2 separate regions of the Anser cygnoides genome follow, and region 1 is linked to region 2. A link is a contact called in public Hi-C data. All regions are on one chromosome and are shown on one strand. The core of a region is the stretch at or near the end of the contact, and the rest is flanking DNA. Distances in the headings are between cores, read along the strand shown.

Region 1 (4,912 bases), core at 268-2,767, 570 kb after region 2:
AATTTTCATAAAATGCAAAGACTGAAGACATGTAATTTACAAGACTAATGTGTAAATGAAAACATTGTAAGCATTGTTTTAAGTTGTGCCTTGGACAAGGCTAGCACCCAAGTCTCCCACAGGAAGCAATTCCCAATTCTAAAGCTCTTCTGGCATCAGGATATATCTTTGTGCTTAAATAAACGATAAAGCACAGAAACACTACAACTCAAACTCCCTGCCTGTTAAGTCGTGGCATCTTGTGCTTACACTAACCATAACAAAACATGCTCAGCCTAGGGCAAAGGCCTTGACATGCTGTGTCTTGCTTGCTGGGGCAGTAAAAGATTTAAGGACACATTATTTGCTGTTTGCAGGAAGGAAAAAAAGCACTAGAGTTTTATCTTGGAAACGTACAGAAAAGCTTTTCAAAATAAAGTTTCCATAGTCTACTGAAGAATGTCCACCTATGATTAAAATAATTCTCCCCTTGTGCTCCTGCAGCATCTGAACTACTACCTTAGATTTGTCAGTGTGTATACTCCAGCCTTTAATGCTTTTCAGCAAACTAACCTACTGTGAATTAATTTTTAAGCTTTATCAGCCTTATATCACTTACTATAAAGCATACAATATCAGTGGACGTTTTTGTTACGCTTATCACAAAAGGGAACGAATTTATATGTTAAACGCACTTCTCACAAGATCACCCACCAGTACTTTAGCTTAAAGAACACATAGTACTTGCCGTTCTCAAAGACAGCTGATGCTCGTTTTCTTCATCATCTACTTTGAACTTGTACTCCTTATCTGCTTTAAGCTCGCAACCTGCGAAGAAACCACCGAGCGATGAGCACGGTGCGATATGAGCACGGTGTGCTATTCACGGGCAGGTACCCGCCGCCCATTACCCCGCATCCCGCCGCTCCAAGGCTCCCCCTCTCCACGGACCGCCCCCCCCACCCCCACCACGTGCGGCGGCGAAGGCCGCGGCCTGGCGCCGAGCACCGACCCGACCCCGGGAGCGCCCCGCGGCAGCCCCGATCCCCCCCGGGGCAGAGCAGCGCAGAGCCTTGCCCCCCCCCCATGTGCTCCCCACGCGCGGCCGGGCCGGGCCGGGCCGGGCGCGGAACAAAGCCGCCACGTGCCCGCCACGTGGGGTGCGCGCGGCGGTGGCGAGCGCGCGCGAGTGGCGGGAACAGCGCCACGCGCCCCCTCCCTCCCCTTACTTCCCCCCCCTCCTCTCCCAGCTCTCCCCTCCCTCACTCTCCTCCCCCACACTGAGGCGCCCCCAGGCCGCGGCCCGCAGCAGGCCCCGCGCGGCCCGGACGAGCGGAGGAGCCCGGCGGCGGAGGGCCGGATCCCGGCGGGCAGCCGTTACCGAAGAGAAAAGTCTGGGGGCGCAGCGGGCCCATGCTCTCCATGTCCATGGCGCTGTCCTCCATCTTGTCGGCCTGCAGGCGGGGGGAGCGGAGCGGAGCGATGCGTGCGGCGCGGCGGGCAGACGCGCACTAAAGGAAGCCGCGCGCCCGCCCCCCTCCCAGATATAGCTCGCGAGATCTCGCGAGAGCCGCGCCGCGGCCACGCCCCCGCCGGGCGATACCGCGCGTGCGCACTCTCGATCCCCGGCCTAACGGTGTTGGGGGGGGGGGGTCGCGAGCGTGGCCGTGGGGCGGCCTCAAAATGGAGGAGGCGCTGAGGGGGTCTGGCGGTCATCGAACAGGGGCTGATGCGGACGGTGGGGAGGCTTCGGCGCTGCAAACTAGATGGTTTAAAGCTAATAAAGATAAATACACCTTACCTGAGCACCCCCCTCTCAAACTCTGAACATACAGCCTCAGAGCACAAGCCCCTCCATTAATTTGAAATGTGTAATTCACATCCATAATATCTGTATTCACATTCATAGAGTAGGAAATTTAATTCTATTACCAAAATGAGAAAAACAAGTGACACAGTGGCAAACTGAGTCTAACCCACCAAAATGCACCATTCACCTTGCTCCCCCACAGAGCTCACCCCCTCTTTCAAAAAGAGTAAATGCAGTTTTACAATATGTTTAGCTTATTTTCTAGAGTGAAGTCTCATATTTTAGTGCAAAACTCAATTAGTTTTCCAAAGATGAGGTTCCTTGAGCCCTGGGTTTACCAGGATACATCCCCCTACAATCCTGTTAACATTAAAGCAGATTGTCTGCTGAGGTTTTGTCAGGTGGATTGCCACAGGCTGACTCAAATACAATAATAGTAAAATTGACTTGTGTGTGAAAACAAGGTAGAGGAATAAATAGTGTGGCTTGCTATGTGAGTGAGGGTGGGGGACTTGCACCCTTGTACAGACATAACACCTTGATGGATGTCACGTCAAAAAAGAGGAGTTTTGCACTTCTTCATTTTGAACCTGGTCTCAGCTCCTGTGGAAGCTCTGTAAGCACTGTGTGCTGCGCACCAGCTCTGTTACTCCAGTGGACACATATGGGGGCACTGCGGGTTAGGGACCACAATCAGCTCTCTGGAAAATACGTTCATGTCAGGAAAAAAAGTAACTGCATCGGGGCAAAGACATTAAGCCAGATGCTGGGCTTGTGCTGGGAACATTGAGGGGCATGGAGACTTGTGCTGTTACAGTGGGTACGGGGCACTGCATTTTGCTTCAGCCCATATTCTGTACTTCCCTTCACACATTCTTTGTTAGAAGCAGTATTTTCCCACCTGCTGTGCCTTTGTTTCCTAACACTGCTCATTCATACCCTACAGTCACATTTTCTATGCAGAACAGTTTTTGCCTCTGGATGTGACAAACCATGAATGCCCATAAGGAAACTGGAGGTCACAATTAAGAGAACATAAGGGATCCTGAGTATGTAATAGCTCATTCTGTGAACCTGGAAATGCAGAACTACCTAAAATACCACAAATCTGGTACAAATAAAAATTAACTAGTAGGTCTGCATGTAAGAAGATCTGCATCTGTTTTCCATTATAATGCTAAATCTAAGAGCTTGATAAAAGACATTAACTTCAAGAGAAAAAGAATAAAGATGGGTGTTTCAAAGCATATGCTTTGCTCCAAGTAAATGTAAGACAAGAGTAGTGTCTAACCTTATCATTTCATTAATTGTCCATTGGCAGATAGATGCCAAACAAAAACTGAGAGGAGTGTGTAGTTTCTTTAAACTGGTAACAAAGCCTGATTGCTCTGGAAGGACCAGAAGTTGTCAGGAGATGGAGGAAGTTTTCAAGGACAGTACAGGCTTTTCTACGTCTCCTAAGCTCCTGCCCCGGTGCTAGACCACAGTAGTCTTCTTCATGATTTTGCAGACAGAACTGCCACACCAAAGATGCCGTGGTGCCACTCCTTTTCCTCTGAGTAACAATTTTTCGGGTAAAGCTTCGATTATCAGCAACCTGAGATTAAAGCCAGGAAGTGAACTCAGAACAAAGAGAACTTCTAGCCCTCATAACTGTGCAGAAAAACTTCAATCTTAGGAGACTCAAGTATCAGAGAGGAAACAAGCAGCCTGCGACCAGCTGAGCTGAGGAAGGCTGGCTTCCTTCGAGTGGGTGTCCATAGCTTGTGTCTGACAAGGTGGCAGCTCCCCCACAAACTTCCTTCATCATCAGAGTACTGAAAATTATTCTGTGTGGTTCCTCTGGTGTCTAAGGATGAGTTCACATTTTTTGGGTGGGCAGGAACCAGGGGAGGCAGGGAAAAAAAGTCTCCTGTCCTCCCCAGCCAGTCTTACACACATGTAACAGTACTTTGAGCCCTCTGCTAAGCATGTCTGAAATTCATCTGCAGTCACTTCTTGGTGTAAGGGCAGAGTGATCACACAAGCAGCATGAACATCCTTTCCAATTTACTGCACTCAAAATCTCCCTAGGACACCAGAGAAGTGTTTCATTTTCTAACTTCTGGCTTTGTTCATTTCTCATGATCTTTAAGAAGCAATTCCTTTGAAGGGTGACCTTTAAAATGTAGGTAAAGAGTGGCAGCTTGGCAGTGCAGGACAGGGAAGATGGGCACAGGGATCTGTGAAGCAGCAGAGGAAGGAAAACCCATTGAGTATGGTGGCCAGCGTCACTGGCAGAACAAAGGCATCGCTAATTGATCAGGCATTTCAGCCAAGGGGAGCTGTACAGATACAGATAAGACATTTGTTTGATTTGGCTCAAAAATAGGAACTAGTATCAAAATCTAAAATGAAGTTTTGGCACAACCCTAATGACAAGCAGACTGGAGTGGGAAGGGGAATTCTACGTGGTCATAGTGAAAGAGGCTGCAGCTGTTTGCACGAACACTTACCTGATGTAAAGCCAATGCGAGTACCTGGCTGCTTGTCAAAACCACTCCACAACTTGCTCCATGCAGCACTCAGCAGCTCACAACACAGGCTGTGCTTGCAGAAGTCCACCCAGTCCTGCCGAAGGGAAGCGGTGCAGCCACAGCATGTTCCTCTTCGTACAGAGTCGCTTTTAATTCAATTACAGTCTTCCATTACCGAGGAAATAAATGTGGGAGGAAACAAAGGACAGACACAGAGAAGCAAAACACGGGTAGCAAGTAGGAGATATATGCTTACTGCATCTCGTTTGGCTCCACCGGGCTTTAGAAGGGCTGTCATATATCATGACATTTATTATTTCTGCCATGTACTAGGATGAGAAGTCCATTACAATATCGATCATTTTACTCTGCTCAACTCTACGCCATCTAATACTCACATAGCTGAAAAAGCTTACAAGTGATTTAGAAATAGCTGCACAGGGAGAACTGAGGAAGAAATCGGAGTCAACATGGTTTCCCTTAATGGAATTCTCTTTTTAGTAAGCTTTTACAAAACTTAGGAAATTGCATTTTAAACATTGTTAAAGCCATAGCACGGTTGCATTCAAGCAATCAGAAGCTACAGACATGATAAAAGTTTTCTATG
Region 2 (4,777 bases), core at 1,134-3,633:
AATGAGTAACAGGGTGCGAGGAGCGCACTCCTGATCTACCGTGAGCTTGAGTGAATGGGGTTTGTGTCCCTGTCACCACCCCAGCGTGGGGGGACGCCTCCAGCAGGGCTCCTGTGCCCCAGGCAGGGGTGGCAGTGCTGTCCCCAGGCCCCTGGACTCCTGCCCATGGCATGTCCCCCCTGTCCCCTGCAACACAGCGGGGCCGCCTCATGCAGATACATTTAAGCCAGCCCCTGCGTCCCCGCTGGCTCCAACTCCTTTTGAACGAAGGGATGTGACTGAGGAAGGCCGGCCCCGGAGCCGTGCTGTGTGTTGCTAATTACACCCGAGGGCTCTGGCTTCTCTGGGAGGGGAAACACATGTGCTTTGGGTTCATAATTGGTGCAAGGCTACTTAAAACAATTTAAGCTGCCCCCATGCCCAGCTGGGTTGCTTCTGCTCACCCTGTGCTGCCGCTGTCCGTGCAGGGAACTGGCTGGGGAGCTGAGCTGGACAAGGCAGCCCGGCGAAACGCAAAGGGGCAGGGAGCCCTCCTGCCACGCAGGCCTCCGTGTGGCCCCGCAGCCTGCCAGCACTGGCAAGCAGGTGGCTGTGGGGCTGGCACCGAGCCCTGAGGGTTACAAAGCCCGCAGGCAGCGTGGCTGTGACGAGGCTGGAGTGGTGGCAAGCTGCCGGGCGCTGCTGCAGCGGGGCTGTGGCACTCTCCCAGCTCGCTGTCCCTCGCCCTCGATGTCAGGGTGGGGACTTCTCCCCAGCGGCTCCTCCGGCCCTTTATAAACTCCTGTTAAGGAAAGCATCTCCACCGCCTGTTCGGAGAGCACCAGCTCTAGGGACAGCCCGGCTGGCAGCGGTGCCTCGGGGTTTCCTGGGATGGAGGCACCTGGGGGTTTGCTGCCAGGAGGGGGCTGCAATGGGGCCGTCCCCATCGGGGTGCCAGGGAGGAGAGCTCCTGCCCCCAGGTGAGCAGGGCTGGGGGAACTCCCTGAGATGGAGGTCTCAGAAATATCCTCCTTGGGAACAAAGGGGTTGGGGGGCAGTGGGGAGGTCGGGCTGGGCGAGGCAGGCGAGGGGATGAGGCTGGAGGCTGCCTGGGTTCGTCCTTGTTCTGCTGCTTGGCGTGGGGGACACAATTCACTGTTTATTTTCTGCAGTAAAAACCTGCACTGGAGCTCCTCGAGATATATGTTGGTGCTACTGGAAAGGAGGGAGCCAGGAACGTGAACGGCTTTTTTTTATTTTTTTCCCCTCGCTGTCTTATTGCCAAGGCAGCAGAGAAGGAGTGAATTCTGTCGAAGCCCAAATCGGGATTTTTTCTCCTCCAACCGTTACCCGTTTGTTTCACGCCTCTCACGGGTCTGACTTCAAAACGAAATTGTCGTAATTGTGCGCACAAATTGCAGGCTGCACCTGGCCTGGCTGCTCCAGGCGGAGGGTCCCTGTGCCCCCGCCCTGCGCTCGGCCGGCACAAGGCAAGCTGTGAGTGCACGCGGCTGCGCCAGGCCCGGAGCGTTGCAGTTTACGAAGGAGAGGACTTCGCAAGTACAAAATACTTTGTATTTATGAGCTAACACAAGAAACAGTGAGCGCGTATCGGTGGAGCGATCTGTGTTGTTTCCAGAATAAAGAACTGCTTTCTTGAGGCAAGGCGCCGCCCCGGGATTGTGCCGGCTGGGAGCTTTGTGTCCCGCAGGTCGCACCAGGAGCGGGAAGCGATGGGTACGAGCAGGGTAAACTAGGGTGGCTGAGGGGCGGCGTGAGGACCCCGCCCGGAGGGGAGCAGCGTGCTGGGCGGCGGCGGAACGGCTGGTGGCGGTGCCTCGCGGGGGCCCGGAGGGGGAGCAGAGAGCACCGCGGCGGCTCGACGAACAGCAGAGGGCAGGACGGGCAGGGAGCTGCGGGGGGCAGGAGGCAGCAGCACAGGGGACGGCCCCGCTGCCACGCAGGGCGGGGGAGCCCGGCCCGCCCGGCCCCTCAGCCCCGTCCCCTCACCCCCGCCCGGCGCACACCGCGCATGCGCGCCCGCCCCCGGCGCAGCCCCGCCCGCCCCCGCCCCCTCGCGGCGCCTCCCGGCGCTCTGCGCATGCGCCCTCCCCCTGACGCAAGGCGGCTGCAATCGCCCCGCGCTTTCTCCTGCCCGACCTTGAGTGCGCGGCCGCCCGCAGGCCCCCGGCTGCCCGCGGCTGTGCCGGCACCGGGAGCGCAACCCGAGGGCCCGCGCCTCGGCTCGGTGCCCGCGGGGCGAGCCGCCGCCTCCGTGCAAGCCCCTTGGTGCCGGCGCGCAGCCGCGGGGAGGGCGCGAGAACCGGAGCGCTTTACGAAAAGCCAACGGGAGGAACAGGCGATCGCAGGGACAGCCCGCGGAGGGGGGTCCTTGCGGCGCGAAGCCCCCCCCGCGAGGCCCACGTGGGTGGAGGCTTCCAGAAGAGCCCGGCCCGGCCCCACTGCCCCCCGCCGCCATGCTCAGCGCCCGCCGCGCCGCCGCCCGCCTGCCTCTGCTGCTGCCCCGCGGCGGGCCCGCCACAGCGCCCCCGGGGCTCGCGCAGGTGCGGGGGGGCGGGGAGGGGGCCGTGAGGGGGCTGGGGGGGAGCTGAAGGGGAGCTGAAGGGGGGGGCGGAGGGGCCTGAGGGAGGTGGGGGGCTGGGGGGCGTGAGGGGGGCTTGAGGAGGAGCTCAAAGGGGGGTTTAGGGGTCTGGGGGGGCCTGAAGGGGCCTGACGGAGGGCGGGAGGCTTTGGGGGGGGAAGCTGGGAGGAGCTGGGGGGTGAAGGGGCACAGGGGGGGATCTGGGGGGTCTGAGGGAGGTTGGGGGGCCTGGGCTGGGCTGAGGGGGGCTAGGGGGAGCTGAGAGGAGCTGGGGGGGTGAGGGGCCTAAGTGGGGGCGGAGGGGGGCTGGGGGGCCCCCGCAGAGGGGCTGGGGCAGGCCGAAGGGGACTGCAGGGGGCTGCTGGTGCCGTGCCGGCCGCGATGGAGGCAGGCCCAGGCCGTGTGGGGGCGGCAGGCAGGGGTCGCAAGACGCGCCCCGTTAGCATTGGGCACTCCGCTGGCGCTGGTTCCGTTTGCAGGGAAGCCCAGGGCAGGGTTGCTCAATTCCCCGCTGCCCCGGGACAAAATGGTCGCGGAGGTCGGGCTGGCAACGGCAGGGGACGAAAATGAGTTTAGGGGATGGGGCCTCCCGGTCCGGCAGCTCTTGGTGCTGGGGCCGGCCTGCCCCAGCTGTCGCACCATTGCCTGCGTCTGGCAGGGGCAAGGCCACGAGTCCCGAAGGATCCCCAGAACACTCGTGTGTTGGGGCGCTTTTGTTTGTAACGAGATGCTTTGCTAAAAACACGAGGAGAGAAATGCACGACACTGTCGGAGCTCTCTGAGATGCTGACGTGTGCGTGCAGAGACGCAGCTTGTGCAAAAAAACCATAAGAGTTGTCCCAAAACCTTGAGCGCAGATTTTTCAAGCAGAACATCTGAGGCTGACCGCACACAAGCCTTCAGGAACTGGGTTAATGTTTATCTGCTGATCCTCGTCGTGGGCTGAAGGTTCAGAGCTAAATTAGTGAACTAATTTTTGTCTGCTTAACTGGTAGCGTATGCATAGACTGCTTTGAGTGAAATTGCTCAGTTCAGGTAATAAATATTGGTATTATGGGGATAGTAGTAGTTTTTTTTGTGACAAACGGAAACTTCCTTAAATTCTTGCTTAGTTTGTCCTCAAGATTTTTTAAAAAAATACAGTGTTGTAGGGCTGTGTTACTTCAGAAATTGTCTTCCTCTGAAAGTCTTGGGCTGAAGATCGCTTCCTGTTCAAACTCAACCTTCATGAGAACCTCTTTATTTTATAGACGTTCTGGAATGGCCTCAGTCAGAACGTTCTCAGAGCGGCATCCAGCAGAAAATATGCGTGAGTATTGCCTTGCTTTTTCAGGTCTGGATGTTTGATGTTTATTTCGAACCTTGTGACTCCAGAACTGATTATGGGAGTGGGAGATGGTGAAAAAGAGCAGAGCTAGAACCTATGCCTGTCACTTTCCCAAGGCTGTGTCTTTATCCCTGTAATTTATTTTTTTTATTTCAGGGGAACTTTTAGGATTGTTCTTCCCCCCACTCTCCACCATCAGCAGCATCCACAAAATTCTTGAGATTTGTTTGATTGGAGAGGGAAAGGATGGAAAACTTGTTTTACGCTGGTGTGAAACCAGGGTGACAAGTGGCTCTGTTTCAGTGCAGATAAAGCTTATTTCAAAGAGCTTGTGCGTTTCAATCACTTGTTTGTCATGTTACGGGATGATGAGGAAAGGACAGCAGTTGTATAACTTAGTCAGATGTTCTGTGGGCAGTGGTGGCTGGGGACACGGGGCAGGAAATATGCCTGTGTTAGGGAAACGGCCCGGCTCTGGTCGGTACAAAGACACGGAGCGGTTGCTCATTTTCGAGATCGCTGCCTGAGGCTGGGTGAACCGGAGTTAGAGCGGCCGAGCACCCTGGGGAGTGGGAGGCGATGCCCTGGTCATAAACAGGGCCCTGCTCTGGCTTCAGGGTGCTGCTCTATTCCAGAACGTGGCTTTGTCTAGAAAGCAGAACTACGGTTCGGGAGTTCTCACTAGCCTTGAAAGAGGTAACACGCTTCCTAGAAAGAAAGAAGAGGTTTAAGTTTCCCTCATGTCAGAACCACTCCTGTTTTTCAGAATTAACTTCCTGCCCTTCAGGAGCAAACAGATGGTTCTTTCACTCTGCCTCAGAGGACCCTGCATGGGCTTAGCTAGTTTTGTTGTCTCTGTGCATTGTTCA

The links. A called contact is a pair of places that touch in the nucleus more often than the background predicts.
Region 1: a contact with region 2 is called in a Hi-C map of liver, with 14 times the contacts expected there. The contact joins the promoter of NPM1 here to the promoter of HSPA9 in region 2. A contact is called at or near these places in 2 of 7 Hi-C or Micro-C datasets (both in liver).

Annotation. Positions count from the first base shown.
Region 1 is chr14:14,160,661-14,165,572 of Taihu_goose_T2T_genome, forward strand. NPM1 (nucleophosmin 1) reads right to left here and starts at 1,518. Exons shown (of 11, transcript XM_048064752.2): 1 at 1,361-1,518; 2 at 728-807. The coding sequence starts at 1,424. LOC106034312 (a long non-coding RNA gene) reads right to left here. Exons shown (of 4, transcript XR_007163634.2): 4 at 4,560-4,912.
Region 2 is chr14:13,591,747-13,596,523 of Taihu_goose_T2T_genome, forward strand. It overlaps HSPA9 (heat shock protein family A (Hsp70) member 9), which reads left to right and starts at 2,384. Exons shown (of 17, transcript XM_067005547.1): 1 at 2,384-2,543; 2 at 3,832-3,890. The coding sequence starts at 2,457. LOC106034341 (a long non-coding RNA gene) reads right to left here and starts at 759. Exons shown (of 3, transcript XR_001205941.3): 1 at 444-759.